Regions from separate parts of the Gossypium hirsutum genome. Here region 1 is linked to region 2. The links are chromatin contacts, called in public Hi-C maps. All regions are on one chromosome and are shown on one strand. The core of a region is the stretch at or near the end of the contact, and the rest is flanking DNA. Distances in the headings are between cores, read along the strand shown. Region 1 holds the start of LOC121207596. Region 2 holds the start of LOC107896388 (protein SHI RELATED SEQUENCE 6).

What was found. Hi-C and Micro-C count contacts between places; a contact is called where the count stands out from the background.
Region 1: a contact with region 2 is called in a Hi-C map of leaf, with 3 times the contacts expected there. The contact joins the promoter of LOC121207596 here to the promoter of LOC107896388 in region 2. A contact is called at or near these places in 3 of 34 Hi-C or Micro-C datasets (all in leaf).

Annotation. Positions count from the first base shown.
Region 1 is chrA10:105,958,084-105,961,838 of Gossypium_hirsutum_v2.1, forward strand. It overlaps LOC121207596, which reads right to left and starts at 1,311. Exons shown (of 4, transcript XM_041077934.1): 1 at 1,120-1,311; 2 at 731-842; 3 at 436-531; 4 at 174-332. The coding sequence starts at 1,199. The coding sequence ends at 276.
Region 2 is chrA10:105,597,629-105,601,263 of Gossypium_hirsutum_v2.1, forward strand. It overlaps LOC107896388 (protein SHI RELATED SEQUENCE 6), which reads left to right and starts at 1,328. Exons shown (of 3, transcript XM_016821554.2): 1 at 1,328-2,422; 2 at 2,811-3,113. The coding sequence starts at 1,876. The coding sequence ends at 3,100.

The DNA.
Region 1 (3,755 bases), core at 61-2,560, 360 kb after region 2:
CACGACTTGAATCTAATCTATACTTGGAATGATGAATATCTTTGACCATCAAACCATCACGTATGATTCAAGTTTTTTTAATATTTTAATTATCAATAATTAATACATTTTAATTATATTTGATCATTTAAATAATATTATTTTACATCACTTAAAAAATATTATCCAATGAATTAAAAAGATAAAGAGATAAATCCATTCCACATTAAAAATTAGTATATATGTAAATTACTGTATAACCCGCTGTATTGCCAATCTCATCCAACATGAATTGATCAAGTAACTTTCGGCCTCAACATAGCCGAAATGACGAGTCCAACATTCACAACCAGCTGCACCATATTATGATCAGCCAACAATTCTAGTTATCAGCCCAAAGTCCAACAATGCTTCCACCAAGAAAATGCCCAGAGATTTGAAGGTTAGATTGCTCACCATGTGTTTGTAAAAAGTCCTCAACATTTGACATAACTTTTTCATGTATATCCTGTGCAGTTTCACAAATTTGTGAACAAACAAGACTAGTTTTCCCTGCAAGAAAGTAATGGATTGAGCATGGTTTAATTTCTTTGTGTAGGGCCCAATTTTAGCCTGGGCCCAAGACCCACAAACAAAAAACATAAATAAAGGTTTTTTTTACAGTCCAAATTACAGGCCCAGTTATTTTAATCCAAATCTAAAGCCCAAAATAAAACTTAAACCTAAACCCTTCAACAAAAAAACCCCTAACCCCCAATACTTGCAACAGCCGCCGCTCCACCAACGACCTCCGCGTCCCACTCCACTTGGGGCTCCAAGGCCACACTACTCGCGGCACGTCAGAGGCGTGCTCGCCCACGTACCTACAAACATGTAGAAAAACAATTGTAAAAAGGCTATAAAAGCCTCATGAAAATCCATTTGAAGGGACTTTTTTTTTACTTTTATCTTTTCCAGAGAAATCGGTTACAGATTGTATACAAATTTCAAGCAAAAATCAGTAGAAAGCAACCAAAGAATATTTTTAAAGGTGATTATTTACTACATCTTTATTTTATTTCTTTTTTTTTTCATTTTTTTCCCTTCCCATTCAAATCCACAACACAAACTAAAGGATAGGAGAGAAGGAGAGGGACTCACCGCGCATCGTGCTCGCACTGTCTGAGAGCCCTGCTTCGCTGGTCGCAGGCGACTTTTAGGGCGGTTGAAGGCCTAGGCATAGGCCTTTCGGCGAAGAGCAGAGAGAAGAGTAAGGGGATTTCAAAACTTTAAAGGTTTTTTTTAAAATCAAAGTTAAAATGTTTTTAAGCAAAAAGTATTTTAAAACAGGTTTTAATATTTGGAGTAATAAGACAAAAACAGCATTTGGGGGAGGGGGGTAAGAGTCAGTACGCGTTTTGACTGGACCCACACGCATTTTACCTTTAAATGAGTAATTTGCGCAATCAGTCTCCCTCTTTCACGCTAGCGCTCAATCGAGCCATGTTTTTTTTTTAAATTCTTTTAAATTGTCCCTGTAATCTGCACGCTATTTCAATTTGGCCCTCCCCTTAGCGCAGTATTTTGAGATTTGGGGAATTTTCGGTTTTAGTCCTCGAACATTTGTGCGCATTTGATTTCGGCCCAAAATTCTATTTTAATGATTTGTTTTGTTCATAAATTATCCCTTGGATTTTGTTTTTCTCTCAATTAAGTTTTAGTTATTTATTTTTTTTAGAATAAACATGTTGTTTTAATATATTATTTTGGAACTATTTTGATTTCACATTTTATTTATTTATTTTATTTTCATGTGCATACTTGTCTATCTGAAACACCTTCCTACATTATTATTACTACTATATATATTATTTATATTAAGTTTTTTCATGTATATATATTACTTTGTATATCATTAACTTTTAATCTTTTATGCATATTATTTATTTTTAATTTCATTTACGTGTTACACATATTATCTATTTTAATTTTTAATTTTTGATACAGTTCAAACTTTCATTTAAACTATTTACTTTATAATATTTATTTTAAAATTTATTTCTACATTACTATTTAATATATTATTTCTTTTATTTTTTATTTATCTTTAAATTCTTATATCTATTACATGTTTTAAAATTTTCGTATAGTTTGTATAGTAATATTTCCAAATTCTCTTTTTCCCATATTTTATTTTATTTTAAAACTTGTCATATTTCATTTGTGTGATTTATTTGAAATTTCTTTTAAAATTGGTTTCTTATTCATTAGCCATTGGTTATAAATGGTGGTATTTTTATAATATACGATGTGCTGCTATTACATGTATTCTAAGTTGTTCCTTTGCATTTCCTTATTATTTTAGATTATTCATGAAATGTTATTACTACGTGTTTTATTCCTTATGTTATCGAATTATCCCTTTTTAATAAAAATATATTTCATTTATTCATTACATTTTATTCGAAATTTTAAACAAGGCAATACTCGGTACTTGGGAGCTTTGAGGAAATTGTGCCCTAACTTATTAAGTTCCGATTTTCCTCGTCGAATCTAAGTAATCGAGTACCCTTCCTTAAATCAAAACAAATAAGTTTCAAATAAAAGCTTATTCTTGTGAATTCAAGATATTGTGTCCTAACTTATTGGATATGACACTTTATTTTCTCGATGTAAGGATTTCTAAAAAATAAATGCAATATTTTGTATTTGAAAATTTGAAAGATTGTACTCTAACTTACTGAGTTCCGGTTTTTCATTTGACCCAAATAACCGAATATCATTTTTTTCATTTAAGTGCATGACTTTTGAAAATTAAAAGACAAGCTTATTTTCGAGGGTTTACAAGCTTATTTTCGAGGGTTTAAATGTTGTATCCTAACTTACTAGGTGTGACATTTTATTTCTTCGAGATAAGAGGGTCTTAGCATTCCATTTAATTTATTCAAGTGTTCTTTTTAAAAAAAAAATAAAAGGATCGTATTCTAAAATCTTTTCAAACATTCAACGTTAAAACATTAACTAATCAATTCGGTACCAATTTTGGGCGTTACGAGGGTACTAACCTTCCTCGTGTGTAACCGACTCCTGAACCTTTATTCTCAAATTTCGTAGATTAAAATCATCGTTTTAATAAATTAAAATGTTTTATTAAAATGATCAAACTCAAGGTGATCTGATCACACCTCGAAAAAGATCGGTGGCGACTCTATTTTTATTTTTAAGTCGACTCCCGTTATTCAAATTTAAAATGGTTTCGACACTTTGTTTGACTAAGGATTTGATTGTTTAAAAGAAGAGGATTCGCCATCAAAGAATTTGGGTGTTGAGTTTTTTAAAGGCTTAATTCACGATTTTATTTTGGTATTAATTTTTTTTTTCACTTAAGCACCTAAATCATGCCATATGTTTTTATTTATATTATTTCAATACAATATTTTCTTAAAATTATTTTTTTAACATATTATAATTAAATTATTTTTTTATAAATCCAACTTCATCTTTCTCCAATTGTTAGGATTTTCAAACCCATTTGAACCAAAAATGGTATGTTGGTTTTCATTGCTCAGTGACCTTCATGGCATGAACCTGTCGCAGATGTCAGCATCGACTGGAATATTGGTGTTATGAGTTAAAATATTTACTGTTCATCTTTCTTTAATTGCTATTAGGGTAGTTTTGTTTTCCTTAATTGTTATGATGTAAACGCGCCGTTTAGAGAAGGGATTCAGAAGTTAAACGGTAAGTATTGGGTAGAAGTAAAATACACCGTTTTGGGAAAGAATAGTAGATAACTA
Region 2 (3,635 bases), core at 78-2,577:
AAATATTTTTGAATGGTATTTTTAAGAAAAAAAATCCACTTCAACATTTCAAGGTTACTTTTTTGTTACATGATTACTACTAAGTAAATATATTTTTTAAAATTTTTAAATGTCACACTAATAAATTTAATAAAATAATTTAACAGTAGTAACAATTGGATCTGAATTTTAAATTTTAAAAAAGTAAAAAAATTAAATAGTTGAAAATAGAAACAAGAAAACTATATTTCAAATGTACTCTATTGTTTTAAATTTAATAAGACTTAAATCATATTTTAACTCTTAAATTTTTACTCCATTATTTGATACAAAACTCTATTGTTTTAAATTTAATAAGACTTAAATCATATTTTAACTCTTAAATTTTTACTCCATTATTTGATACAAACAAATAACGAAGTGCGGAACTAGTATAGTTATATTTAAAAGGCATAATGATTTATTTGGCCTTCTAATTTTATAAAAAGTCTTTTTAGCCCACTATTTATTTTTTTACATTTTTTAGTCTTTAAATTAACATTTTTTTATCAAATCACCCAATAATAATAATAATAATAATAATAATAATAATAATAATAATAATAACAATAACGCCTAATATTACCAGTTAATTAGGAGAAATTTCCATTTTGGGTGTTAAGTACTTTAATCCATCATACAATGAAAGATTCACTTTTATTTTTTTTTGGTAATTCAATAAAATATTTAATTAAATCTTGATAATTTTGAACATTATATGGTTATAAGATACATACATGGTTGAATTAAACTATAACATGTATAAATGAAAAAGGAAGTCCATTTTTTATATAATTATTGTTCCAAATGTATAATAATCAATGAATTTAAAATTAATATTTAAGAGATAAATAAAATTTATAATTTTCCTAAGAGCACAAAAAAAGAAACATAAAAGAAATAAGTAGGACCATTGATTGAGAAAGGAAAGAGTATGAAATAAACAGCAAAATATTGTCACCATCAAAGAAAAAGAAAGGAAACTTGGTCCACTAATATGCCTACCCCTAGGGGGTCTATAAGAGATATAGGGATGTAGAATTTTGGCTAAAATTCTTTAGATTGGACCATAACCAATATTAAATTTGTGGTCTCCCTAATCAACCTAACAAAACCCTAGTGATGTCCAATTTGTTCACCTAATTCTCAATTTACTCCCATTTTTTTCCCTTAAATAATACAAAAGAGATCTACTATTTGTTATAATGAAAGGCATTTGGTTATGTAATGATGTTGAGATTAATGGCATTTGATTATTGAAGTGTGGTTATGCATAAATATTTCCACTCAAAGCAATGCCCAAACCAAGAGAAAATAATGAGTCCTCTTTATTCATTATTACTTGTATACAATTTGATTAATGGGTGTTTCTAAAATAATATTATTTTTAATTAATTACTATTACCATTTAACTTGGAATTTGTATCTTGATGTTTAAAATTCTTTTAAATTTTTATTTGTATAAATTATGGTGACTTGTAAAAATATAAGAAATTATTCATGTCTTCTCTATTTCTTTTCAATAATAATGAGTGGAAAATATCGAGAAAATGAAGAGAGAAGGGTTAGATAAGACAAGTATTGGGCGTAGAAGTAGGAATGATGGATTGTGTCAGATTTGATTATTTAGCAGTAAAAAGCCTCTTTCTCCCAAAACATCTTTAACTGTTTCTTCACCTACTTTCAGTTTGCTTCTGCTTCAGCTTTTCGCATCTCTTTCCTTTTCTTTCTCTTTTTTTAACTTTTACCATTTCCACTCCTAAACTTCCAATTGTGGCCACCCCGACCAACTACGCCACCACTAAAACATGGTCTCTCCCACCGCCACCACCACCCTATGATCACCACCCCACCAACATGTTAGGCCTCCATAACATCTTCCTTATAGCTCCACCACCACAGGAAAACCAACAACAACAAGCCCCACCACCGCCGCCGCCACCACCACAACCCTTTAACCAAAACTACAACTTGACTGACACAAATCTTTGGACTTCAAAGAGAAGCACCGCCCAAGAATCAATACCAGTTTTCCAAAAGAAAGATGGAACCTTGAATAATGTTGAAGAAGAAGATGATGATGAAAGTGGTGCTGCTGGTGGTTGCTTCAAGGTGTGTAGAGATTGTGGGAATAGGGCAAAGAAGGAGTGTGGATATAGTAGGTGTCGGACTTGTTGTAAGAGTCGAGGGTATGATTGTGCTACTCACGTGAAGAGCACATGGGTGCCTGCTGCTAGGAGAAAAGACAGGAAGGTTTTAGTGATCGGGGATGATGACGGCGGCGGAAATGGTGGTTGGTCTTCCGGCTCCTCTTCTTGTGGTGGTAAAAGACAAAGGGTTTTGAATTTGACTTCAAACGCTACTTCTAAGTCCTTGAATTTTGAAGCAGGCACTTGTCACCAGGGTTTGCTTTCTCTTTATCTTCTTCTTTCTTTTATAGCTTTCCTTCCATTTTTCTTCATCTAAGTATCAAATTTATTGAATCCATGCCGAAGAAACCATTGAATTCAGGATAAAACAATGCTGGGATTCTCTCTCTTTTTTTTTTTTAATTAATGAATGATTGAAATGTATAGGAGTTATTGAATTTTAGTGTTCAATGGATGCTTTCAATGTATTGAGTTTGCTGGGTTATTGAATTCTCATCTAAGTCTTTCAACTTTAAATATATAACTAAGCTGAGATATTATGCGACTGAATGATTTATATGTACTAAATTTGTTGAACTGTTGTTTTACCATATATAAATTGTTCTCTGTTAGTATAAAACTGGGTATTTTGTTAATTTCCAGATTCAGGATTTAAAGAATCCTTACCGGTTCGAGTTCAAGCACCGGCGGTTTTCAGGTGTATTCAAGTGACAGCCATTAGTGATGGTGAATCAGAGATTGCATACCAAGCTACTGTGAATATAAGTGGCCATGTTTTCAAGGGGTTCCTATATGACCATGGAGCCGATGTGAAAAACGAGTTTCCCTGCATTTCAAAAGTCGTTTTTGAAAGCAGCAGCAGTGGAAGGGATAGAGATTCATCTTCTCCGGTTGTTGATCCAGCAAACACCATTGCAGCCTCCGGTGACTGAGGATCGGTTTAAGGTACAATCTTTAGCACTCAACATGTAATGATGTTTATTTAGGTTCTAAATGTGATAGTTTATGTGCTTGATTGCAGTAAAAAAATGAATCAAATAGGCCTAACAATGTGAAGGTTACTTCATACCCCATAAATCATAGGATTTTACAGTTTTATCTTTTCTTCTTTTTTCTCCTTTTGCATATGCCTTCTATGAGATCAAAGACGGCATCGGTGTGAAGCTTCGTGAACGAGAAGTGGTTCTTGTTCTAATGTCACTATCCATCTTTGGTAAAAAAAAGCAAAAGATTGTATTTGCCATGATCTGCACTTCACTTCAGTGCTAGGCATATTTCCAAAATAGGAAAGCACATTATTTGCATAAATGTTCATCATGTTGCTGATATGCATCCTCAAAAACACTTCTGGGTCCACTCGCAGCATCAGATTCCTACATCTATGCATGAAATTTCATCCGGTTTACATTCGGAATTTCCTCGATAAAGATTTCATTATCTTTTTATTTTGTACCATACACAATGATT